7 separate regions of the Mus musculus genome follow, and all the other regions are linked to region 4. The links are chromatin contacts, called in public ChIA-PET, Hi-C, HiChIP or PLAC-seq and promoter capture Hi-C maps. All regions are on one chromosome and are shown on one strand. Each heading gives the region's core, a stretch centred on a gene start, on an enhancer-like site or on the middle of the called end of the contact. The rest is flanking DNA. Distances are from core to core; before and after follow the strand shown.

Region 1 (3,448 bases), core at 798-3,297, 450 kb after region 4:
TCCAGCATGAAGAGGCTGAGGCAGGAGAATTGAGAGTCCAAAACTGGAGCTACCTATAAGACCCTGTTGAAAGAAAAAAGAAAGAAGGAAGGAAAAAAGGAAGGAAGGAAGGAAGAAGAAAGAGAGAGACAGCAGAGAATATCTTGTTTGCCTTTCTAACCAATTTTGGCCTCAATTCTGGTATTCAAGCTACCCAAACTGGATCCTGATTGAAAACACGATAAGAACTTAGTTTATAATGATGTTTTATATATAGCTATACACAGATATATAAACAATTCTGAAGGCTAGAGAGGTTAACTCCAAATTTTGGAGTCCTAGAGGTGCTACAAATTATACTGGGTTCCAACCAGTGATTACAGGTGAGGTAACAGCCTTTGGATGTGGCCTTGACATTGTACTGGGGGAGGGGAGAGTATTTCGGCCAAGAGTTAAAAGCTTCACATTCCATAATTTACAGTGGTAGAATAAGACACTTCTGGATTAAATTAAATAAGATGAGAGCCGGACATGATGAGAAAGAAACCTCTAGAATTCTACTATTCTAGGTTGTTCACACTGGTGCAGTGGTGGCAATCTCAGGGTCATCCGTCATTGTGTCAGACTTTGACAGAGAAGGATGACCCACAGGAGCAGCCTTGCTGGGCTTGAGGGTTATTCAACACTTGGAATGAGCTTCGGATCAGTTCTTGGCTGAAGTCCACCTGGGCTCCCTTAACGAAGGCCAAGCTATCAGAGTCAACCACCACTCTTGCCCCACCCTGTTCAAATACCCTGAAAAGACAAGAGGAAAGCATGAATGACAAATACCACAAACACCCACACAACACCCTGAGCCCAGAGGTGTACATCTTGTTCTCCAATGCATGGAACACTGCTTAGGACTTCTAGCTGGGACGGAACGGACTGAAGCAGAAAGATTCAACGTAAAAAAAAACAGAAGGATTATTTAAGGGCTCGGACTGAAACTAGTCCAGCCTTTTTCTTAGGGTGGAACCTTGGTGTATATATATATTTTAAACACTTATTTATTCATTTATTTTATGTGAGTATACCGTTGCTCTCCCCAGACACACCAGAAGAAGGCATCAAATCTCACTACAGATAGTTGTGAGCCACTATGTGGTTGCTGGAAACTGAACTTAGGTCCTGTGAAAGAGCAGCCAGTGCTCTTAACCGCTGAGCCATCTCTCCAGCCCTAGTTCAGCCTTTCTCAACTTGACTACCTAACGGACGCTAAGTCAATGTTCTTCCTTATTTTTAAACAAGAGGACAAATCTTTGCTGTATCCTCACAGAACGGAGAGGGTGGTAGTGTTAAGCAGACTTAGACGCTTGGAAGTTTGGAATAAATTGGGGCCACTTTTATCCTCTGATACAGCCTCTAGCGACCCATCCGTCCTCCTTGCCTGTCGTCGGGGTTAATAACTGTATCCAGTGAAAATTTGTATTGGAATCCGGAGCATCCACCTCCCTCTACTTGCAGCCTGAGGAATTCTGACCCTTCGGTGATTTCCAGAAGCCTCTGAAATTCAGGAAAGAGGATCAAGAATGCCAAGCAAGCGGAGATAACGGGACGGGTGACTAGGAAGTCTTCTAGAGCCCTCCTGGGCACCGCCGCCCCGCGTCCGACCTCCTACCTGGACGCAGCTGTCTGTGAGGCGGATCTGTCCCTCGCCAGCCTCTGGAATGGAAGATGTTGTTTCCCAGCGGGTCAAAAGCCTGGGAAAGACGGCGAGGAGCCTGCGATGTAAAGAAGGGAGACGAACCCGGGAAATGGCACCAGATGACCCTCTATGGACACCTCGTACCCAAATCTGGGGACACTTTCTTCTGAACTGCCAAGCCTTCACCCCACACCCCACCCCGCGTGAGATTTAGCCTCCCATCTATCCTGAAGACGCAGAACCCAACACCCTTCCTAAGTGACGTTCCACCCTCGATACCTTCCCGAGCGCCTAGGAATGACAGCCCTGACCGCCTCGGCAGTTAGGGACAAGGCCCTGGAGGCCGCCATCTTACTCCGCAAGCTCCGCCCCTAGCATGGTCCAAATCCCCGCCTAGCCTGGGCTTCCGGAGGAGGGGAGAAGGGGGCGGGGCTGCATCGAGCCTCCGCCCCCAAGCGTGCCTATTGGGTATAGCGAGATAAGAGGGCTTTGATTGACAGAGAACGCTTCCACTTGCCGAAGTGGGTCGGTACCAATAGAGCGGGGCGAACGCAAAGAGCGAGTTCTCCGTAGGCCCTGCCTGGAAGCGGAAGAGATGGGCGGAGATAAAGGGCGAGCTGCAGGCCAGGCGGCCCCGGAGCCCAGGGCGGGGCGCGGGCGGGCCTTCGCTGGTTACTGCTCACAAGTGGCCTGATCTGGCTCCACCCTCGGTCCGGGACAAGTTTATCTTGTGACTGCTCGGGCTGCTTTTCCTTCCTAGATTGCAGAGCTTTCATATCCACGATGCGTTTTCTGGCCGCCACGATCCTGCTGCTGGCGCTGGTCGCTGCCAGCCAGGCGGAGCCCCTGCACTTCAAGGACTGCGGTGAGCCCTGAGCCCACTCGAGGAGACCCCCGGGGGTGGATTGGGCGGGTTGCTGGAACGTGGAATTGACTAGGTTGGGACCGAAGGTACTAGTCTTGATGAAACTTAACCCCTCCGCACAACTTTGTTTCTCCTTGCATTTCGTGTTTTGGGATAATCTAAAACACTCACAAGGCGAACCGTGTGCTGAAGTTCACTAAAGTTTCTTGGGTGAACATCAAGCGGGCATATATTGCAGCGCTCAAGGGCTTTGAGATTTCAATGGACGGAGGAGGATTGCGAATTTAAGACTAGCCTGGATTTATTGAACCCTGTCTGAAAAAAGTAAACAAATAAAAGCAAAAAATAAAACAATAGGATAGACAGCAGGTCTGCATCCAACACGGATTGAAGGAATAGGCACGGGACTTATTTTGATTTATGCCTTGTATCGTCACTGGCCTTTCTCCCTTTGTTCGTTTGAAGTTTGGTTGGGAGCGGGCTGAGGCAGCCTCACTCTGTAGCCCAGTTTGGCCTTCCAAATCCCTGTCAATCCTGCTCTGGTCTTAGAAGTACCATCCACCTCCCCTCCCCACCCCACCCCCACTAACGAGACAAAAGCTAGTTCTCCTTCTCATAACATTCATTTACAAAGTAGGGTTTCCATTGTTCTAATGAATTTCATGATTCTTGATCCTTGTCTCCTATAAAATTCGTATTTCTAGTGACATCATGTGATGCCTCCCTCCCAACGCTGCCCCTGGACTCTTTATTGGAAAATATAATAGAGGGTAGAAATTCTGAGTTTGTCCAGTCAAGCCTGTACACTTAGTTGTGGGAGCAGTGCAGGGGCCCGGGGTGGAAAAGGCAGCAGTGATGGTCGAAAGACAAACTGATTTTGTAAAATATTTGAGCAGGGGGAAACAGACCATAATGAA
Region 2 (3,231 bases), core at 310-2,809, 410 kb before region 4:
AGTTGCCATCAGGCACTGTGAGGCTGGTGGTAAGGGTGGAGGCTCCAGGACCCTAAGTCTCAGAGAGCAGGTCTGCGGACAGTCATCTGCCTGTCCTCTGCTTCCTTCCTGAACTCCACCTCAGACCTGCCCGACTGGAATCTGTCTGTAATCTGATTCCCGGGGGGACTTGTGGGTATAGGAGTTTGCTCAGAGGGCCATGGTGAGCCCTTGGCCAGTCTTCCTACAAACACATTTCTCTTCTGGTTGTGCTCTTTTTGTAAGTACTGCCCTCTGCCTGACTGTTCAACCAAATGCAAACCTGAAATCACCTTAATCCCACCCCACCCCACCCGGCAGCCCATTTAACAGTCTGCAGGGATCCTGCCTGTAAGCACCAGAGGATCAGATGACCATCACCACAGCCTCTCCCAATCAGACCCTCCCAGCTGAGCCCTTCACCACCGCAAAGGCTCCCGGGAGGCCTCCCCTGGCTAAAATGTCAGTCATCTCTGCTTTCAGCCCTCCACAGCCTCCATTACCTATAGCACAGACCTTTGTCTGTTACAGGGCCCAGTGGGAGAAGGAAACCGTCTCTGACCGGCTCTTCCATAGCCTGTCTTCTTTTGACCTTTGACTTCAGCAACTGGGGCCTCCTGTCTCATCATCAGAGCACAGTGCTCTTCCCTGTCCCCAGGTTCTCCGAGTGCTGTCCCTTCTGCTGGGACTCCTTGCTCTACATTTCACTGCCACCTCAATGGAGAGTGCCTTTCTTCTTATCATCTTCCTGTCTGTTTCCTTCCAGGGGCTTTTGATGACTTGTGCTCACCTCTCTCACGTATGCTTCTGTCTCTGGTCACTTTTCCCTGAGGTTATCAATCTATTGATAGTTACTCTACCTACATAAATATCTTACCCTCTCTCTACTGCCTTCACCCAGATGAACACCCTGTGGAAGGAAAGGGCCTTCAATGTATATTCATGAATTAAATCAAGAATAGTTACTTCTTGCCAGTCGTTGATGGCACACACTTTTAATCCCAACACTCGGGAGGCAGAGGCAGGAGGATCTCTGTGAGTTCAAGGCCAGCCTGGTCTACAGAGTAAGTTCCAGAACAGCCAGGGCTACACAGTGTGATCTTGTCTCAAACAACAAACAAACAAACAAACAATATTTACTTCTCCATCTTTGGGGTTCTCTAGCACAGCTCTCTACCACCTCTCCCTTTATAGACAAAGCTGTTGGTATGATCGGTGACAGTTCAGGGTTCAAATCTAGATCTTTTGCCCCTGGGGCCCAAACATTTATGCTCTATGGAAAGGCTTATGGTCTACATGTGTCACACACACACAGTCTTTTCAGCCATGTCCTCTCACAATGGGAACATGTAGTCACAACCGAAGCTTCTACTTCTGACAGCAATGTTCGTTCTGCTTTCTCCTCTTTGGGTCTTTTTAAATTAAAAAAAAAAAAACCCAAAAACCAAAAAAACCACTGCCCGTACAGTGAAGAGGAAAGGGTAACAGCTGCAGAGCTGCAGAGCTAATGGAAGGGCCCCTCCCGCTCTCTTCAGCTTAGTCTTCACCTTTGATCATGTTCCTCGGGCCACACACTTTGCCTCGGTGGCCACATGAGACTGACGTGTGACATCTGACATTTCCAAAGCAGTTTCAAAATTATGTCTCTTGAAGGCTGGGGCTATGACTCAGTGACAGTGTTTGCCTATGGTGCAGAAGGGCCCCAGCTTCACCCTCAGCACTGCATGAACTGGTCGTGGTGGTGCACACCTGTAAAGTGGAGGCAGGGGGATCAGAAATTCAGTCATCGCTGGCTACAGTATCTAGGCCAAGGTCAGCTTAGGCTACGTGAGACTCTCTCTCTCTCTCTCTCTCTCTTTTTTTTTTTGAGAACAAGAAAGAAAACAGCACGTTTAACCCAAGGTGCAGGAAATACACTGACTCTCTCACAGAAGGTAACATGGATAAAGCAGTAAAGGAACATTAAGAGCAGGCAGGCAGGGGCACAGTGAAAAGCAGAAGCTAACAGTATTGCTAGAATCTGAAGGGTCTTAGGACGGTAGCACACACAGAGAGAGCCAGGCCTGGGCATGTGGGCATGGCACAAGCTGTACCATTCTTCAGGGTCGGAGATCAGATGCTCTGTTAGAAAGGCTGTGGGCTTCTGGGCGAGTCACGTGGCCTCTCTGAATCTTGACTCCTCAGTGCACAGGGATGGCACAGAGTGGGTTTGGAAGGACACAGCTCCATCCAGCCCAGAGCCTGGAGCTTAGGAAAGGCTCTGCAAGCATCTTTTTTTTGCATGTGACAAGGTAACTAAGACACCGTACATGCTCTAGAGGCACATTCAATCTTCCTCCTTGGCATGGAAAAGAGAGAGAGGGGTGCAGTGTTGGGGGAAGAGCCTTGCTGGGCTCTGGGCCTAGAGCCACTAGCCAGGCCCACAAGACTCCCCTCCAACACAGAGAAGCCACATTTCAACACCAGGGACCGTGAGCACCCTGGAAAGTAAACACCCAAATGACAAACATACCAGACATTCCCCACATAAACCGGCTGCACTGAGCCAGGGGTTCCCCTGCTCCCTACCAACAAAGTAGGATAGTCCAGAGGTGAAACTTTGGCCAGCCCAGGCCAGCTAGGCTGGGCCGACCACCTCTCCTGCAGGGATGAGGAAATCCCAGGGTCTCCCTAAAGCCTTCCAGGGCCAAGCCTCTGGCCCTCCAAAGCACTTCCAAAGGTTGAGTACTGAAAACTACCTGCCCTTGGCCACCTTTCTTCCCTAGCCAAGTCCATCTAGTGCAAGTGGCTAAGGGCTGAATCTCTGTTGCTTCTGGGCAGGGCCTCATGAGCAAGTTCACATGAATGGCTGTTGAAGACAGGGGCTGCAAACCGAAGCCACCTTTAAGAGCTAGGCTGGCTAATTAATGGTTAATAAGGGAGAGGGACTGGACAGGGCTGTGTCTGCAGAGGGATGCCCAGATTAGCATCAGCCAAGCAGTTTCAATGCTGCCCAATCTTTCAAGTTTTCAAGACTAGCTGAAGATTTTTAAACGTAAAACCTCTTGGAGATGGAGAGATGGTATAGTGGTTAAGAGCACTGACTGCTCCTCTAGAAGACATGGGTTCAATTCCCAGCACCTACATGGGAATAAAACTGTCTCCAGTTCCAGGGGACCTGACACCCTCACACAGACATACATGCAAGCAAAACACCAATGTGCATTAAATAAA
Region 3 (3,025 bases), core at 337-2,836, 380 kb before region 4:
GTCTCCTTGGAGATTACTGTAACCAATTTATTGACAAAAGGTTCAGAGGCCATCTCCCCCCAGTCCTTCCTGCAACCTTTCAAACCACCCAGCACCCAGCTCTTCAGGAAGATTCTAGAGCTCCTCTGAACTGAAGCCAACGTGGAAGGGAAACAGAGGAGTCTTTGAGAAATCCATCCTCCCTACTACTTTAGGCAAAGTGAAACCTCTGGCGCCTTAGAGGCAGGAGAATAGTTGTTTCTATCCCCGGACCTCAGGTTTCTGTAAAGAACCCTGCTCACACCTGATCCCCGGTTAAACTCTTCCCTAGAAACCTGCACGGGAAGATAAGCCCGCCATCCAAGCTGAAGCCAGCCAGATTTGCTGAAAAGCAGGGAAAGCAAGAGGGGGTGATTTTTAAACCCTGGAGGGTGGGGGAGACTTGGGGGTGAGGTCGAGGGACGAGGAAGACAGTTGCTAACAGCCTTTGGGACAGGCAGGTACCCAGCTGTGGTACAGAGCCTGTTTCCCATGCTGCCTGAATTAAGATCCTGGGTAGAGTGGCCCAAGATTTAACAATACACAGACCTGTGCCACAGTCCCCTGGAAGGTGCCACTCCAACACATAAGGGCTGGACAATCTTCTAGGGGGAGCTGACTCAAATAGTCGATTGATTCCCCTCTTGCACCCGCCTCTCCACCTCTATCCCCAAATGGCCCATCCATTTCTGCAAATGAGTCAAGGCATCCCAGGCCTGCCAGCTCCTCCAGATACCCAGGCAAAGCCTGTTTCTGCCGCTCCAAGGGTCCAGGAAGCCTAGCCTTCTTGGATAAGAGGGGAGGAAGAGTGCCTTCTAAACTGGGCAGGTTACCTAAAGAAGCCTGCTTACCTTCTTATATAACCTGATGTGCCTGACGGGATCCCAAGGGAACTGGGGACTGCCCCGTGGTTCCCTCCTAACCCAGCCAGAGCCCGCCGCAGCAATGCTCTTAAGCGAAGGAAGCCCTGTTGGTTAGATGCCTTTCTCAATACCCTCCCCTCCAGGTCTTGCAAAGAGAGCTACGGAAGAGGCTGAGGCGCGACCTGTCAGCAGGTCTGGGGCGTGCATGCCCCCTTGAGTCCCCCGCAGTCCCCGGCACAGTTTTCTCCCGCTCACCCCGCCCTCTCCTCCGTCTGTGCACAGCCTCCCAGCAAGAGCACTGGGGAAGGAAAGCAAGGAGGGAGCGCCCCGCTGTCCCGGCCACAGACAGGACTGTCCTGCCCAGCCGGGGAACCACCGGTGGGCAGCGGCTGCAGCCATCCGATAGAGTATTCCGGCCCTGGGGTGGCGGGAGCCCCAGCGGTAGCTACTCCGGGGGAGGCCACCCCAGGTGCCCGCAGCCCCGCCTCCCCCCTCCGTGAACCCACCGTGCAGAAGCCGCTGGCGGAGGCGGCGGCCCCGGGCCCAGAACCCTGCTGCAGGCGCGGTGCCCACTCCGCGCTGCTGCCGCCCGCTGCCCAGGCCCGTCCCGGCCCGGGAGCCGCCGCGGCGCCAGCCCCGCCGCCGCCGCTGCAGCGTCCGCTGCCGCCAGCGCCCCCCGTCGCGGCCGCCGAGTGTCCCTCCCGCAGGCTGTGGCGGGCGGCGGGACGGGTTGCATCAGCCCCGGCTATATAGCGGGCCCTGAGTGGCGGGGAGGGGTCGGGAATGCGGAACCGGCCGAGCTGCCAGCTCCACACGTCAGAGGGGGACGGAGAGGAAGAGAAGGAGGGGACGGGGAGGAGGGGGTGTGGATCGCCCGCTTCACACCCACTGACCTTCACCTCCCCCGCCGCCGGCGCCCTCCTCCCGCCGATGCTCGCGCTCCTCCGCCTGCGGGGCCGGCCCGGGCCCCGCCGCGCTGGTCCCGGCAGCATTGCGGTCCGGCGGCGCGCCCCGCCCGCGGCTCCCGAGAGCGCGAGGCAGCAGGACACGGCGAGCGGTTATGTAAGCGCATCCCCTGCTCGGCCTTGCGGCCGCCACCCCCAAAATGCTACACAGCCCGGGAGGCAGCGACGCGAAGGCGGCGGCCGGATGAGCAGAGAACCCCTTCCAGCTCAGCCCACGCCGAACCATCCTCCTCCGTCCGGTGCGCTCTCCCCCAAATCCAGAGCGAGGGTTCCGCGCAGTGGTGTCTTCGGACGCTGCAGGATCTCGCAAGCTTGTTTTGTTTTTCCGCGGAGGAGCATGGGCGGGGGTTTAAGGCGTTTGGAAGCCTTAATCCCTACCCACTGTCCACCAAAGCGTCCTGACGTCCTGAAGCCATGCGGTGAATGAACGAGCTCCTGAAGTGGAACTGCACCCTGAGGCCACCGTTGTTGTCAGTGGCTGGCCCAGTTTGAGCCAGGGCTCTTTGCCCAACTCCAGCAGGCTTTTGCCTCCCTTTGACAGGACGCAGCAGTGAGCCTACCTGACTTCTGCCAAACCTCCAAAGGCCTTCTTCCTCAAGGACTCCAGGGCCAGCTTCCGTGCTCTCTTCCCACCCTGCTACAGAAGTAGATAGTAAAGAACACTCTAGATAAAATATGACAGTCCCTCAAAGGCGGATTGTCTCAGGCAGAAATGCGTGTGGCATCTGAGAACTATTTGCACACACACATAGACACACACAGGTCTCCATACCCTTGGGGGGGGGGGCAGACCCCCGCCCTCTTTCCTCTTAAATCAGAAAGGAGTGGCAATGTTGACACTCAGTGACCTTCGGCCTCCTTCTCAGAGAGACAGCAGGTCATCACCCATAGAAGAAAGGAAGTGAAAGAAAAAGTTCAAGTCTTCATAGAGTACAAATGCTGAGATCGAAAGACCAACAGGGAGGGAAGGAAGTCCACGCGCCAAGCCGGACAAGCAGGTCTCCACGTGCGTGCCTGCCTGCAGGGAGGAATCGGTCTCCATTTTACCCGTAAGTCTTCCTGCAGGGGGGAACAGGTGAATGGAAAGAAACAGACCAAGCCCTAATGACATCACTGTCCATCTTCCCCGCCACCATCAGCCCACTTCCCTCACAACACTGATGAAAGGAAAAAAAAGAA
Region 4 (3,421 bases), core at 533-3,032:
CCAAAAACAGATCTTCCCCTGATAGAACTATTCATCCAAAAGGTGGCCACAACACCTCCATGGGCAGTGGGCATACCAAAGAAATACAGAAACCCCACAGCAGCTTGAGAGTGGCTGTCTGGAGTACAGGTGGCACCTAGTTTGTTTGTAAATTGTCTAACTTATTTTCAGTGCATGAATGTCTTGCCTGCATGTATATCTGTTTGCCTCATGTGTGCCTGGTCCCTGTGGAGGTAAGAGGAGGACATCGGGTCCTCTGGAACAGGACTTACAGGTGGCTATGAGCCACAGTGTAGATGCTGGGAACTAAACCTGGGGACTTTACAAGAGCAGCTTAATCGCTGAGCCGTCCATCTCTCCATCCCCAGTACCCAGTGTTAAATCTCTGAAGAACAGACTGTAACAAAAATCTGCAAGTGAGGATGGAGGCGGTATGTATATAAATACCTCAAAGGGGTGGGCATGATGGCTTAGTGGGTAAATGTGCTTGATGGGCAAACCTGGAAACCTGCCCTCCATCCCTGGAACCCACATAAAGGGGGATGCGCAAATTCTACAAAGTTGCCCTGTGACCCACACACACACACACACATACACACACCACTAATAGTAAACATTTTTTGAAGTCAAGATGAAGTTTAGTGAAAAAGAAACTTCCAAATGCGGCTTTGGGGAACTCGTTTTCTGTTTTTTGCAGCACTGGGAATGAAACCCAGAGCCTCAAGTAAGGCACTCTTCCACTGAGCTACATCCCCAGCAAGTTCATTTGCTATAAAATAAAATAAAATAAAATAACTTCCCCTAAAAGAAATCTCTCGCTTAATATACTGTTAAAGAGCAGGTCTGTCTTGAAAGATGCAGTTACTATAAGCTTGGTGTTTTCCATCCACTCCTACCAAATGGGTGTTCAAACCAGAAGACTGGTGATCTCGCCTATCCCTGTCAATGCACAATTTCTAGGGGACTGTTTCACTTGCCTGCGACCTAACTTGTCCACTTAGTGATCAGATCTCTTACCCAGTTCCACCAGCAGCTCATTAATCGCCTCAATGATGTTGGCCTTAAGTGGGGCAAAATGGAAGCTGAAATCCTCGCTCAGGCCTCCGGATGTCAAGAGTTTGTGCAGGGACTCCTGCTGATCGCTCTCGTCACTGCGCCCGTGCAGTCTATGGAGGCAACAAGACCCAAAGAGTGATCACTGGGGCAACGGGAGCAGCTCAGCCACAACAGAGGCTTCAAGCTGATAGGTGGCACGGTTTAACAACCAAAAGCCAGCACCCCTTGGTCCCACCAGGAGCCCACCCAAGCTGTGAGTTTGACCTGCCATACTCCTCCCGGATGATCTTGAGGACTCTCCGCACCATATTTCCCACGGTGGTCTCGGAGGGCTGCGCAGCCGTCATCCTCCTGCCCTCTCTGCGGATCAAATCCATAAGGTCCCCTGAAACCCAAGAGAGACCGAGTGAACGGGGCAGGCGCGCGGTGAAAGTGAATATCAGCTTCAGGAATAGAACAAGAACGAGGATGAGTTGCCGCACCCGCGTTGTTCCAGTGGTGGTCCGTGATAAGCCGGCGCAGCAGCCCCAGGGTCTCCCGAGCCATGTCCTCCGAGCTGCGCTGCCCGCCACCTCGCTTCAGAGTCTCCACGAAGCCTTCGATCCTCTCGGACAACTCCGAGCCCTTCGCCGCGGCACCCGGCATTTCCAACACCGTCCCGGGACTCACTTACAGAAGCCTCAATTGCCAAAGCACTGTTTCACTTCCGGGCCGAGAGAGGTCAACTTCCGCTCGGTGAAACATAATTGAGTTCGTGGAGTTGTAAGCCCGCCCCTCCCTCTGCTGAGGCCAATCAGAAACGTGTTAGGGCGGAGCTGGGCGCACCGCCGGGAAGTGACGGCTGGAAGGGTCCCCTTGGGAGTCTGCGCGCCGAGCCGGGAGGCCCGGAGGACGCTGGCCAGTCTGGTTGCTATGGGAACAGCGAGCGGCTCTCCCGCCCTGCGACCAGCAGAAGTGGCTTTCCTCCTTCCTGGCTCCATCGCTGCCTGATGCTTGGCAGACGCCTCCATGAGTGCGAGTCCAGGGCTCGAGACGCCCAGAAAAGTGCTGCTGCAACGCGGGTTGAACATGTTCACCTTTTCCAATGGGTTCCATTCCCCACCGACTTTATCTTTCTTTTCCCCGCTCGGTGCAAGGAATTGAACGTAGGATCTCACAGGTGCTAGGCAAGTGGTACCACCATTCCTATTCCTAGCTCTTACGTTGTTGTTTGCTTTTTTATATCCTCGGCCTCGAAAGCCCTAAGGAATGTCACTAATGAAAGAGATTCAAAGTAGAAGCTAGCCGGGCTGTGGTGGCGCACGCCTTTGATCCCAGCACTTGGGAGGCAGAGGCAGGTGGATTTCTAAGTTTGAGGCCAGACTGGTCTACGAAGTTAGTTCCAGGACAGCCAGGGCTATTCAGAGAAACCCTGTCTCGAAATAACAAACAAACAAAGTAGAAGCTAATAGGACACCAAGAATGCTGTCCTGCAATTTGGAGGCCGGCGAGTACATGCAATGTAATAAGTCCTTCCATTGACCCGACACTTACTAGGTATTGAGTGCTGTAAGTTCTTACTGTCATACAGCTACATGAGGTAGGTTCTCCTCCCCCGGCTTTACAAACTGAGAAAGAGATTCACGGTATTGAAGCAGTTAGGGAGGTAAAAAGGCTGTGCTTATCCTGGGTCCCCTGAACCCAAACGGAATTAGAATCTCTTATTTATTTAAGATAAACGTCTTGGGCTGGCGAGATGGCTCAGCCATTAAAGGCTAGGCTCACAACCAAAAATATAAGATAAATGTCTCAAAAGTGAATCTTCCAGACTTTTAAGACTTTCCTTACAGCTGATAAATTGTCTTCAGAGGGATTAGATCGGTATCAAAATCATATAAAGATAGTACAGGAAAACTGTACCTGTCATTAGCAAAACAAAAAGAAAAACCTAATAAATTACTAGAAAAATAGAATGCAGCAGTACATTAAAAAGTAAATATTTGCAATCTCTAAATAGCATATTGTTTAATTTGCTGGGGTCTGGCTCACCTGTATCTTTGCTTTCAGGGCCGACTCTACTGTGTTGCCCAGGCAACGTGCAGGGCCAGCTCTCCCAAGTGCTACAGCCAGTGGGGCAGGGCTAGCTCTCCCCAACTCATGACTCTAGGATCAGCTCTCCTGACTACTGCAGGTGGCAAGGCAGAAGGGAGAGGGCATCACACCAGTACCTGTACCATCTCACCCCAGAAAGGTCAAAGAGGCCAGCTCTCCCACACTCTGTCCTCTCAAGACAGCTCACCTGGGTCCCCTCCACCAGGGCTGTGCTGCCCAGATGAAGTACAGTGCCCACCTGCCCAGGTGCTCTAGTGGACAAGGGACAGGGCTA
Region 5 (2,987 bases), core at 278-2,777, 280 kb before region 4:
ACCATGTGGTTGCTGGGATTTGAACTCTGGACCTTCGGAAGAGCAGTTGGGTGCTCTTACCCACTGAGCCATCTCTCCAGCCCGGTATCCTGCATTCTACCGCAGAGATTCTAAAGTCCACTCTTTCTCTCCCCTATTGGTGTGTGTGTACAGTTGTTTTAGTTGTCTTAAAAAATTATTGTGACCCCATATGCATGCACCTGTATATACACACCCCAAACACACACACACACACACACACACACACACACACACACACACACACACACACACACACACACACACACACTTCTGTGATTCTTTTGCCCAGAAAGCCAACACAGCCGTGAATCCTCTCTCCTCGGAAGGCCTTCCAGCTTCTCCACACCCCTCCTTGGTGCTGTAGCTGCTACGGGCTCTCCTGCCAGGGTCTCCCTCAACCTCCAACCCCTAGGCTTCCTGCCAGCTCCTGTGTGAAGAAGGTGCACTCTCTGAAAGTGGCAAAGCCCTCCCTGTGGTTTCTATTACTTAAAGAAACCCAGTCTCCCCTGGGCACCAGCGCTGCCTTCCTCCTGGGGTTCCCCCAACTGGCTCAGCTGTCCACTGGTAAATGAACAAACTATCTCCAGGCAACAGCCTGGCCTACAGCCGGTGACTGGTGACGCCACGCCTGATGTTCCCCTCAGCCTCACCCAAGTCTGTTTGGGCTCAGCTGTCTGCAAGGTTTTCTTTTGCTTGTCAGTTTGGGAGAGATCTTTTGCTGATTGGCTGTGGTGGGGATGGGGTGGGGCGCTGAGGTCAGAAGCCCTGAATTCAGGGAAGGCAGCTATCTCCCTGCCTGGAATTTTTTTGGCTCCCTGGAGATTTCCCCAGCATGGTAATAATATCTCCAAGAGCCAGTGTGATGACACATGGTAACCCCTCGGGCAAAGTGGAAGCCACAAAGCCAGTGGGGCATCAAATAATTCACTAATGCTCTGACCCTATGCTCAGCTCCAATCCAGAATCCTACTTACTATTAAGCTGAGTGAGCTTCAAGGATGCCACAGACATGACTAAAGGCCAGCCTGCTGTTTAATGAAACTAAAGAAGCATTTCAGAAGTTGGCGAAGGGAATGAGAGATACCAAAGGCTGCAAGAGAAGAATAAGGAAGGGGTGGTGAACTCTGGCCAACAGGAACTGCGTGAGAGCAAAGAGCAGGAAGTTCCGGTGTGTGTGGTTGCATAGGACAGAGACTGTAGGGAACGGTGGTATTGTGGGAATGGGGATGTAGCTCAGTGATAGAGCACTTGCTTCACATGTACAAAATCCTGGGTTCTCTCCTCGGTACCATAAATAAATAATAAATAAGTAAATGAAAATTATAGCAAAAATAAGAATGTATGATATATTTCAAAAGGCTAAAAGAACCTTGAAGATATGGGCGGGGGGGGGGGGGGACGGAGACGGAGTTCGAGACAGGGTTTCTCTGTGTAGCCCTGGCTGTCCTGGAACTCACTCTGTAGACCAGGCTGGCCTGGAACAAGTGCTGGGATTAAAGGCATGCGCCACCACTGCCTGGCAACCTTGAAGGTTTTTAACATAAAGAAACAATCAGTGGACCTGGCTGGACAGCTCAGCAGGTGAGGGTGCTTGCCACCAAGTCTGACAACCCAAGTTCGAGGCCCAGAACCCACACAGTGGAAGGATGGACGGTTCTCAATGCACAAGGCAGATAGCAGAGTTCGGGTCAATCCTTGTCTCGCTGAAGAGCGCCCTCTGCTGGTAGTATCTCCCCGGTTAGTTTGTAAAGGGATTTGTAGACTTATGGTTGGCTGCTCCCCATTACAGGCACTCTGAGGGACCTGGCCCTAGAATGACTACCTGAATAGACACATGTTCCCCCACTAATGCTAAGTTGACAGCCATTTGAGCATCAAATGCATCAAGGAGAGCTATAAACTATCTACTGAAGAATTAGGGCAAGATTGCCTAGCTCAAGGAAATGAAGACTCCCCCCCCCCAAAAAACACTGGCTTAAGCCAAAACCCCACACCCTGGCCCTGACCCTGGCCCTCTGCTTCCGGTCTTGAGTCCCTCCCCTTGGGGTATCTCCTGGTCTCCTAGACAAGCTGATGTCATCCACACATACAAACCTTATAATTCCCAAGGCCTTTCCCCAATGAGTCATCTCTGCCGTTACCCTCTCTTCAAAACCTTCTCCCTGTCTCCCCCTCCTCCCCAAGACAGGCCAGCCTCCCTGGCTACCCAGCAGTCAGTCCTCATTCGAAGACCACGGGTCCAAGTCTCTGATCGGCCACCTACCAGTTGTGTGGTGTAAGGAAAGAGACATTACCGTCATCTCACGGAGATCTGGGTGTTCTGCACTTCACAGAACACGTGGGGAGCATGGGACATATAGAATACCTCCAGCCCACTTAGGTCTTGGTTGCTTACCTGACAGAATGTGGGCAGGCCAACAAGGCAGACTGTACTCAATGCATTGAGAGCATCTTGGAAGTGTCACAGACGAGCATAGCCAGTGGAAAGAGTGAGGGATTTTTCAGGAAATGTTTACAATTGTTTTTATTTATTTTAAAAATCACAAGGATAAAAAAAAAAAAACTTTGGGGCTGGAGAGATGGCTCAGCAGTTAAGAGCACTGACTGCTCTTCCAAAGGTCCTGAGTTCAAATTCCAGCAACCACATGGAGATCCAAAATGAGATCTGACGTCCTCTTCTGGTGTGTCTGAAGACAGCTACAGTGTACTAATATAATAATAGATAAATAATAATAAATAAATCTTAAAAAAGCAAACAAACAAACTTTGCCAGGCGGTGGTGGTGGTGGCATACGCCTTTAATCCCAGCACTTGGGAGGCAGATGCAGGTGGATTTCTGAGTTTGAGGCCAGCCTGGTCTACAAAGTGAGTTCCAGAACAGCCAGGGCTATACTGGGAAACCCTGTCTCAAAAGAACAAAAAGAAAAATCTTTAGCATAGGGCTGGCAAGATGGCTCAGTAGGTAC
Region 6 (3,302 bases), core at 698-3,197, 480 kb before region 4:
CTGGAGCTCTGCTTTTCTCCCCAGGAGAGATGAACATTCTTACTTTCTCTCTAATTCAAGGCTTAAGAGACTTAGGCCTCATGCTGCTTAGGGGGTCTAGGCCCGGGTGGGAAGGGGTGAGAGCAGCATGGGATGGTAGGGTGGTAGGGTAGAGGACGTAACCTGATCCTGTTGTTCTGATTAATGGCAAGCTGTCAAACTGTCTTGTTCATATTTATACCACAGACTTAGTGCTTTCATCAGCCTTGGCCAGAAAGAAGCAGCTGTCTGCTATGGTCAACAGTTAATGTAGAGAAAGCTCTCGTTTGAGTGTAATGTGGCCAATAAACTCACTGCAGCTGACGTTACTTGACATGATCAGTGAACAATACAATGGGCAGTGTTAATTGAACTCAGTGGATTAAAACACACACAGACACACACCACACACACATAATACACATAGACACATTCACACACATACACATATACACACATATACATATACACATATACATACACATATACACATACATACATACACACACACACAGGTATCAGTATCAGAGGATGTAGATCAGGGAGAAGGGAATGTATCGGTGAGAGTGGGGACAGAGAGTGATCAATATGTACTGCTTATATGTATGAAACTGTCTAAGAATTAATAAAAGCTGGTCTACCTAAAAAAGTCTCCAGTTGAGAGCAATCCCCAGCCTGGATCACAATGGTCTTTGTGTGCTCCAATTTCCTATCTTCCATCCTTGTATTACATATCTGGTTTATCCTTGTCACCCCGACTCTGGCTTCACATTCCGTTTCTGATGCTTCATGTTGTGTTTGGCCCCAAGTCTCTCCACAGGCCCCGTTTCCCCAGGTCTTCCCAGCCTCCTCTGTGGTTTGCAGTTGATCCTCAGTGTCAAAGCGGTTTTCATGATGTGTAGCTAGTGAGATTCTGAATTGGTTTCCAGACCTACAGTTGAATGTAAAGCCCATGAGACCAATGGCTTAGGCTTCCATGCTGGGCACACAGAATGGCCTTTTGGTCCTAATCTGCTTGGTTTTGAACTCTATCTTTTCCTTTGCACTAGTGAGTGATCCAGGTCACTGTCCTTGGTTCTCCCAAGCTTTCTGGGGATGGCTCAAGTTCATCTCTGCTGTCCTGGTATGATATTTGCTAGGACTCCTTTTTCATTCCCTAAAGAGCTCCAGCTGAGAAGATAAATTATAACCTCCTGCCAAAACCTAACAGCGATATTTCAGTTTCCTTCAGAGTTCTCAACTTTGGCCATCTTCTTTACACACACACACACACACACACACACACACACACACACACACACACACTTACACTCATGTGTATATATGTGTATATACATATATATACATACACACAGTATAACTATATTAAAGATTAATTAATTTGAGATAGGGTCTCACTATGAACCCCTGATGGCCTGGAACTTGCTATATAGACCAGGCTGGCCTCGAAATCAGAACCATCTGCCTCCGCCTCCTGAGTGCTGGGATTAAAGCTTGTACCACCTTGCCTAGCCTTCGAGAGCTTTTAAGATGTAAGGCACCCATAATCCTAGCTCCTAACACCTGCTCGCATCGCTACTTACTAGCATCCTGGTTTTTTTCAAACAAAGTGTATACTTCTTTCTGTAGAAGCTCAACCCTAGTGAAAAGATAATTTGTCTTTTGCCTTTTTTATAACTTTGTAATGGCTACAGTGTCACAAGTACTGTGTTTCATGGCCACCTCATCAAGTGCATGATCAGGAATTTACTTGAGATGGTTGCCGGGTATGGGACATTCTGATGGCTGTCAAAATATCCCTGTTGCAAATAGCACTAGAAATGCCACCTTGATGCATCCATACTGTGTTGTGAGACGGTATAACCAACAGTGAGTGCCTGCCCAAGATGACTACAGCTCCTGAGATGTAACGTTGCTGCACCTGAAGCCACCCAGAGCAGTCACAGAGAGGCACTGGATGCCATGCTTTCTAATGGAAGAAATTGTGCCAACTAGTTTTGTGAAGATTTCTTAACGCCCTAGTGAACGCCCTAGTCCCAACTGCCCACTTGTTGGGGTTTCTGGTGGGATCCGATTCAGCCTCCACCGCTACACTCGCAAAACGCAGGCCGGAGAGAGTGGAGGACGCCCACCCCGGCCGCTCCGGGTCTAGCCATGTGATCCTGGGCCCGTGGCCACGGGGTGGGCGGCGCAAACGCTGTCCGGGAAGTCCCGGCAGCGTGGCCGCGGTCGGTTCGGGAGGAGCACGGCTGCTCCAGCCGCTACTCGCTCTCTCCACGCCCACAGTCGCAAGCACACAGTCCTGCTAACTCCAGGACTTCCCTCCACCCGCAAAGTCAACTTGGAAGGGTCCCTCCCGCCTCGGCCCGGCCCGGCGGCAAGTCTCGGAACTCCAAAGGGTTCCAGGCCGTCCGCCATCCTTTCCGGCTGCCTGCTTACTGGTGCAAGCTGTCAACTTCTAATGAAGCAAAAAACAAAACAAAACAAAACACCTTTTTAAAACAGAACCTAATACATCAAAACCAAATGGGGGTAACTATTCTATTCAGGGGGTAGCTGGCAAGTTCCAGATGTCATAACTGGAGGGAGACGAATCTAGTGGCATCTACTGGGTAGAGTTTACATTTTGCGGTGCACAAGACAGCCATATATAGTAATTATCAGAATTATTAGGAGTCCTGGGGGTGTAGGCCCACAATCCCAAGCTGCTTTGGAAGCCGAGGCAGCAGTATTGAAAGTTCAATGTCTGCCTGGGCTAAACAGTGAGTTCAAGGCCAGCCTGGGTAGCTTTGTGATACCTTGTCTCAAAATTTTAAATGTAGAGTGGGGAAAAGATGAGTTATAGTTCAGCGGTAGAGTGTTAGCCTGGCATGTATAAGGTCTTTTTTTTTTTTTTTTAGTTTCTCAAGACAGGGTTTCTCTATGTAGCCCTGGTTGTCCTGGAACTCACTCTGTAGACCAGGCTGGCCTCGAACTCAGAAATCCACCTGCCTCTGCTTCCTGAGTGCTGGGATTAAAGGCGTGCGCCACCACTGCCCAGCTGCATAAGGTCCTTAATACCTTAATACTAAGGAAAAAGAAAAATGTATAAGACTCAGACTGTCAATCACCCTGAGGTTGAGAAACCCTGTCTCAATGTGTACTGTTTTTGTCATCAGAATTGAAAATTAGGTTATTTTCATTTGGGTAGGAAAAATGTGTGTAAGCTTTCTGTGTAGTTTCTGCCCACTTAGTGATGAATGTCTTGATGTTTTTCTCTCAAAGGATGTTTTTCCTTCTTAGTA
Region 7 (3,419 bases), core at 229-2,728, 470 kb after region 4:
CACATGATACACGGACTTATTTGGGACTGGGGAGCCATGAATCGAGGGTAGGAACTGTGGCAAAGCAAAAGTGGGGTAAAGGTGTGTCCAAACCCCAGAAATCTGATCCTGAGATTGGCAGGAGTAAGGTCTCTGCACCCCCACGTCCCCCCACCCTCACCCCTGCTCTGAGCCTTCCTGTCCTGGAGCATGAAGCTTGGGACACACACACACACACACACACACACACACACACACCGCCTTTGCCCCCTGGAGGAGGCTACACAGCCAAGTAGCCAGGTCAAGCTTCCTCTCCCTTATAAGGTCATGTCCATCGGTACCTGGAATTCCTCCTTATGCAAATGAGACCCCAGCACCCTGCCCCAGGCCAATGATGTACATTCACTCCAAAAGCCCCTACCCACGCCCCAAAGGTTGCGTAGCAGCCTTTGTTCCCCCATTGGAGCTGTCTCCCAAGAGTCTGTTCTTGCTGCACTCATAACTGCCTGATCTGAAGCCACTCTGGTCACCCAAGGTGGACAGAGACGCGGAGCCTGAACAGCAGCAGACTTACATGCAGGCGAAACACCCATAGGCCTAAAAGAAATAAAATTGGGGGGGGGGGTGAAATCTGGATGCATCAGCTTGCCTGCTGTATGGGGTGGCAAACAAATTCCTGTCTTAAACTTGGACTGACATCCAAGGTTGTCACTGCCATACAAGGAAAATGACAAACTGATATCCTCATCAAATGCACACTAATAAGTAATTATCTGAGCCTGGCAGCAAATGCCCATGGTCCCAGCACTAGGCCGTAAAGGCTGGAGGATAAATTTAAGGTCATCCTTGGCTACAGCAAGTTCAAGGCCAGACTAGGCTACCTGAGATCTTGTCTAAGGAGGGAAGGTGGGAAGGAAAGAAGAAAGAAATATGACACGATTCACAGATAAAGCAGAGTTATTCCTGAGAATGCCCCAGGCATAGGAAAGGACTAAGTGGGTAAGGTCAATTAAAGAAATACAGTCGTGGATAACCATTTTCTTTAGAGAATCCAAGAACAGTGCCCCCACAGTGGGTTGGTTTAGGGACAAAGTTGTGGTACCTAGGAGCAACACTGCCACAGAGTCAGTAGGGTGTTATTCAGAATAAGCGCTTCCTCCAGAGAAGCCCTGAGGGCTTGCTGAAAGGCCAGGATGATCAGTGGTGTGTGTTGGGAATGTGGATGGATATTGCGGTGTGATTCAAGGTAGAAAGTGGCTGTGGGTCCCCCAAATATCGACTGGAAGCTTTGAGAGGAGTCCTCTCCAGAGGAGCCCCGGGCCTAACCTTCAGCTTATAAACTGAATCCGATTCACTTACAGCTGTCAGTTGACTAGCAACTAGATGGTCTGAGTGTTCGTTGCTATGGAAACAGCTAAAAGGCCCATTGCCATAGGAACCTACCATGTTCTCCAGACCAGGGATTTGGTTGCTGAAAAGACCCGGAGGAACCAAGGAGCTTGCATAAGTGAGGGTCCCACCAGAGAATGAATGACACATGTGAGAGGCCAGAGCTTCCGCTGTCCCTGATCTGTCTGCTCGTTGCCCTCAGTGGTCACAGAGCACACACAAGTACTTGTCCCCATGGACAGTGAAGGCATAGATTCTGGAGCAGGCTTGGCATGCCAGCATTACCATCCTCCTCTCCAGGGTCTCTGAGAGGAAAAATATCGTGCTCTCTCTGGCAGGCCCCTCTCCACAAACCATATGCCCCAGCAAAGCAGCCAGCAGGTGAAGGGATTAGCTTAACTCTGACTGCCAGAGGGTCAGGCCACTAAGGAAGTTGGCAGGCAAAACAGATGGCTGCTGGTCTTGAATGCGGCAGAGAAACTGGGTGTACCAGATCAGAAAGCGGGAGGGCAGGCCAGCTGCGGCAGTCTGTTCTCAGTGTGAGAGAAACACACCACGCTGCTTCCTGCACCCCATGCATCCCCGTTCCTCTGCCAGGCAGATCAAAGTATAAAAGTCATGATTTGATGAGGGATCCTCAGCGTATCTGAGCAATGAATGGTCACGAGATTCTTGTGTTTCCCAACCAAGGGAAGTGACTCTCAAGTCACTGGTTAGTGGCAAAGGGAGAACAAAGAGAAAGTTCCTTAGTGGCTGTGTCATTAACCACTGTAAATTGTCAGTGTCATTAACTCTGCTGTAAATGTAGAGACTGAACGGATCCAACTAGGTCCCTCCAGGTCTCTGTGAGCATGAACCACTGGGATTCTAAGGGGATGTTTGGGCATAATGGACAGACAGAGATCATGGACTTGTAAGGACAACATAAACTTTAGGAATCCAGAGAGGGTTTGGGACGGAGGCTGGGGCTAAGCAGACATTTGAGAGCCCACCTCCCGGAGGTTTAGTTCAGAGGACTCATGAGATGTGATGTTGATTCTTTCTCCTATTCTGTCCGTCTGCTGGAGTTTTGTTGGTCTCAATCCCTCCCAGTAGGCTTTACAGCCTGGGAAGCCGAGCACCAGAGAGACAGATGCCCCCAGAACCTCTGGGGGAGGATGTCACTTTGAGAAGTAGTCGTTACTTACAGTTTGACTTTTAGTTGGGTTTGCAGCTCCCTACCTCCTTTGCAGTTCGTTGACTTTGGATCCTTCACAGGGCCTCTGTGTCCTCAGCTGTCACAGAGTGAGAGAATCCTCACAGCCTTTCAAAGGAGTTCTATTGGCATTAGTATCGCTATCCTTGGTGAGGAAGGAAGGTTGCAGCCATGGGAGCTGACAGGGGCCTGGAGTCACAGATAGGGGATTTGAGTAAATGCCTAGAACTCAGTGATCAGCAGTTTTTCTTCCCTCTTTATTTTTTGAGACCGTGTCTCATATAGTCCCGGCAGTGCTTGTACTCTGTGTAGTTGAGGGTGACCCGGAACTTCTGATCCTCCTGTCTCTCCCTCCCAGATTCTGAGATTACAGGTATACACCACCATGCCTAGCACTCAGGGACACTTATTTATATAAGTGTCTTTATGGGGGACGAGTGCCATTTTTTTTTTAATTTGAATAGGACCATTTAACACTCTAGTACCCTGGTCTCCAAAAGTGACAGAAAGAGGAGCAGTAGCTGGCTTGGTTTCGTTTTTTTGTGAAGGACACTGGAGTGCCCTATCCCAGGTAGGCAGTTCCAGAGAAAGGTTGGAGCTCACACCTTCTGGAAGTCAGCTGTCATAAGCCTCTGGGACTGGCTGCTGATGTAGCCTCACGTCCAGCTGACCTATGAAACACTCCCTGGCCATAACCTCCCTCCTCTTCAGGCTGTATCTTTGGCACACAAAGCCTCCGGTCCCTTTGGCTTCTGTCTAGGGTGCGGTGAGGCCTTTGGCTCCATAGCTATAAGTCATGTCATGTCTGTGCGAGGGCGACAGGAAGCACATCTGGCTCGTGCAGCTGTCTCCCTGT

What was found. Promoter capture Hi-C pulls out the DNA fragments that hold promoters and counts their contacts. A called contact is a pair of places that touch in the nucleus more often than the background predicts. ChIA-PET counts read pairs in DNA pulled down with a chosen protein or histone mark. HiChIP or PLAC-seq counts read pairs in DNA pulled down with a chosen protein or histone mark. Capture Hi-C pulls out chosen DNA fragments and counts their contacts.
Region 1: a contact with region 4 is called in a Hi-C map of regulatory T cells, with 3 times the contacts expected there. The contact joins the promoter of Isca2 here to the promoter of Eif2b2 in region 4. A contact is called at or near these places in 10 of 39 promoter capture datasets (the 3T3-L1 cell line, 3T3-L1-derived adipocytes, cranial neural crest and 6 more), 2 of 484 Hi-C or Micro-C datasets (embryonic stem cells and regulatory T cells), 3 of 115 datasets of contacts at active chromatin or transcription factors (embryonic stem cells, memory CD8 T cells and stem cell-derived neural progenitor cells) and 1 of 9 other capture datasets (pancreatic islet).
Region 2: an RNA polymerase II ChIA-PET map of memory CD8 T cells shows a contact between it and region 4, with 15 read pairs. The contact joins the enhancer-like site here to the promoter of Eif2b2 in region 4. A contact is called at or near these places in 3 of 115 datasets of contacts at active chromatin or transcription factors (embryonic stem cells, memory CD8 T cells and pancreatic cancer cells) and 1 of 9 other capture datasets (adipose tissue).
Region 3: a promoter capture Hi-C map of adipose tissue shows a contact between it and region 4. The contact joins the promoter of Jdp2 here to the promoter of Eif2b2 in region 4. A contact is called at or near these places in 1 of 484 Hi-C or Micro-C datasets (natural killer cells), 2 of 115 datasets of contacts at active chromatin or transcription factors (effector CD8 T cells and memory CD8 T cells) and 1 of 9 other capture datasets (adipose tissue).
Region 5: a promoter capture Hi-C map of pre-B cells shows a contact between it and region 4, with 3 times the contacts expected there. The contact joins the enhancer-like site here to the promoter of Eif2b2 in region 4. A contact is called at or near these places in 7 of 39 promoter capture datasets (cranial neural crest, embryonic stem cells, liver and 3 more), 6 of 484 Hi-C or Micro-C datasets (CD4 T cells, embryonic stem cells, erythroblasts and 3 more), 1 of 115 datasets of contacts at active chromatin or transcription factors (astrocytes) and 4 of 9 other capture datasets (adipose tissue, embryonic stem cells, liver and 1 more).
Region 6: an H3K4me3 HiChIP or PLAC-seq map of bone marrow-derived macrophages shows a contact between it and region 4, with 4 times the contacts expected there. The contact joins the enhancer-like site here to the promoter of Eif2b2 in region 4. A contact is called at or near these places in 9 of 39 promoter capture datasets (the 3T3-L1 cell line, 3T3-L1-derived adipocytes, cranial neural crest and 5 more), 3 of 115 datasets of contacts at active chromatin or transcription factors (bone marrow-derived macrophages, effector CD8 T cells and memory CD8 T cells) and 1 of 9 other capture datasets (adipose tissue).
Region 7: an H3K4me3 HiChIP or PLAC-seq map of bone marrow-derived macrophages shows a contact between it and region 4, with 4 times the contacts expected there. The contact joins the enhancer-like site here to the promoter of Eif2b2 in region 4. A contact is called at or near these places in 8 of 39 promoter capture datasets (the 3T3-L1 cell line, 3T3-L1-derived adipocytes, embryonic stem cells and 4 more), 1 of 484 Hi-C or Micro-C datasets (regulatory T cells) and 2 of 115 datasets of contacts at active chromatin or transcription factors (bone marrow-derived macrophages and memory CD8 T cells).

Annotation. Positions count from the first base shown.
Region 1 is chr12:84,771,869-84,775,316 of GRCm38.p6, reverse strand. It overlaps Isca2 (iron-sulfur cluster assembly 2), which reads right to left and starts at 2,047. Exons shown (of 4, transcript NM_028863.1): 1 at 1,946-2,047; 2 at 1,640-1,742; 3 at 1,409-1,524; 4 at 228-774. The coding sequence starts at 2,016. The coding sequence ends at 600. Npc2 (NPC intracellular cholesterol transporter 2) reads left to right here and starts at 2,205. Exons shown (of 4, transcript NM_023409.4): 1 at 2,205-2,531. The coding sequence starts at 2,450.
Region 2 is chr12:85,623,204-85,626,434 of GRCm38.p6, reverse strand. All of the region lies in intron 2 of Jdp2 (Jun dimerization protein 2), which reads right to left. Among named protein-coding and RNA genes, the nearest start is that of Jdp2, 25 kb to the right of the region's middle. Within about 2 kb of position 1,559, at least 91 of the 459 cell types and tissues checked have an H3K27ac peak or open chromatin away from gene starts, as enhancers often do. A contact at or near this core is called in memory CD8 T cells, where this site is marked.
Region 3 is chr12:85,597,977-85,601,001 of GRCm38.p6, reverse strand. Jdp2 (Jun dimerization protein 2) reads right to left here and starts at 1,586. Exons shown (of 4, transcript NM_030887.2): 1 at 1,388-1,586.
Region 4 is chr12:85,217,842-85,221,262 of GRCm38.p6, reverse strand. Eif2b2 (eukaryotic translation initiation factor 2B, subunit 2 beta) reads right to left here and starts at 1,782. Exons shown (of 8, transcript NM_145445.4): 1 at 1,539-1,782; 2 at 1,321-1,441; 3 at 1,018-1,166. The coding sequence starts at 1,701.
Region 5 is chr12:85,495,676-85,498,662 of GRCm38.p6, reverse strand. No RefSeq gene overlaps it. Among named protein-coding and RNA genes, the nearest start is that of Fos, 23 kb to the right of the region's middle. Within about 2 kb of position 1,527, at least 123 of the 459 cell types and tissues checked have an H3K27ac peak or open chromatin away from gene starts, as enhancers often do. A contact at or near this core is called in adipose tissue, astrocytes, extraembryonic endoderm stem cells and 3 more, where this site is marked.
Region 6 is chr12:85,697,321-85,700,622 of GRCm38.p6, reverse strand. The region is part of intron 2 of Batf (basic leucine zipper transcription factor, ATF-like); the gene reads right to left. Among named protein-coding and RNA genes, the nearest start is that of Batf, 12 kb to the right of the region's middle. Within about 2 kb of position 1,947, at least 19 of the 459 cell types and tissues checked have an H3K27ac peak or open chromatin away from gene starts, as enhancers often do. A contact at or near this core is called in adipose tissue and bone marrow-derived macrophages, where this site is marked.
Region 7 is chr12:84,750,845-84,754,263 of GRCm38.p6, reverse strand. No RefSeq gene overlaps it. Among named protein-coding and RNA genes, the nearest start is that of Npc2, 21 kb to the left of the region's middle. Within about 2 kb of position 1,478, at least 120 of the 459 cell types and tissues checked have an H3K27ac peak or open chromatin away from gene starts, as enhancers often do. A contact at or near this core is called in bone marrow-derived macrophages and hematopoietic stem and progenitor cells, where this site is marked.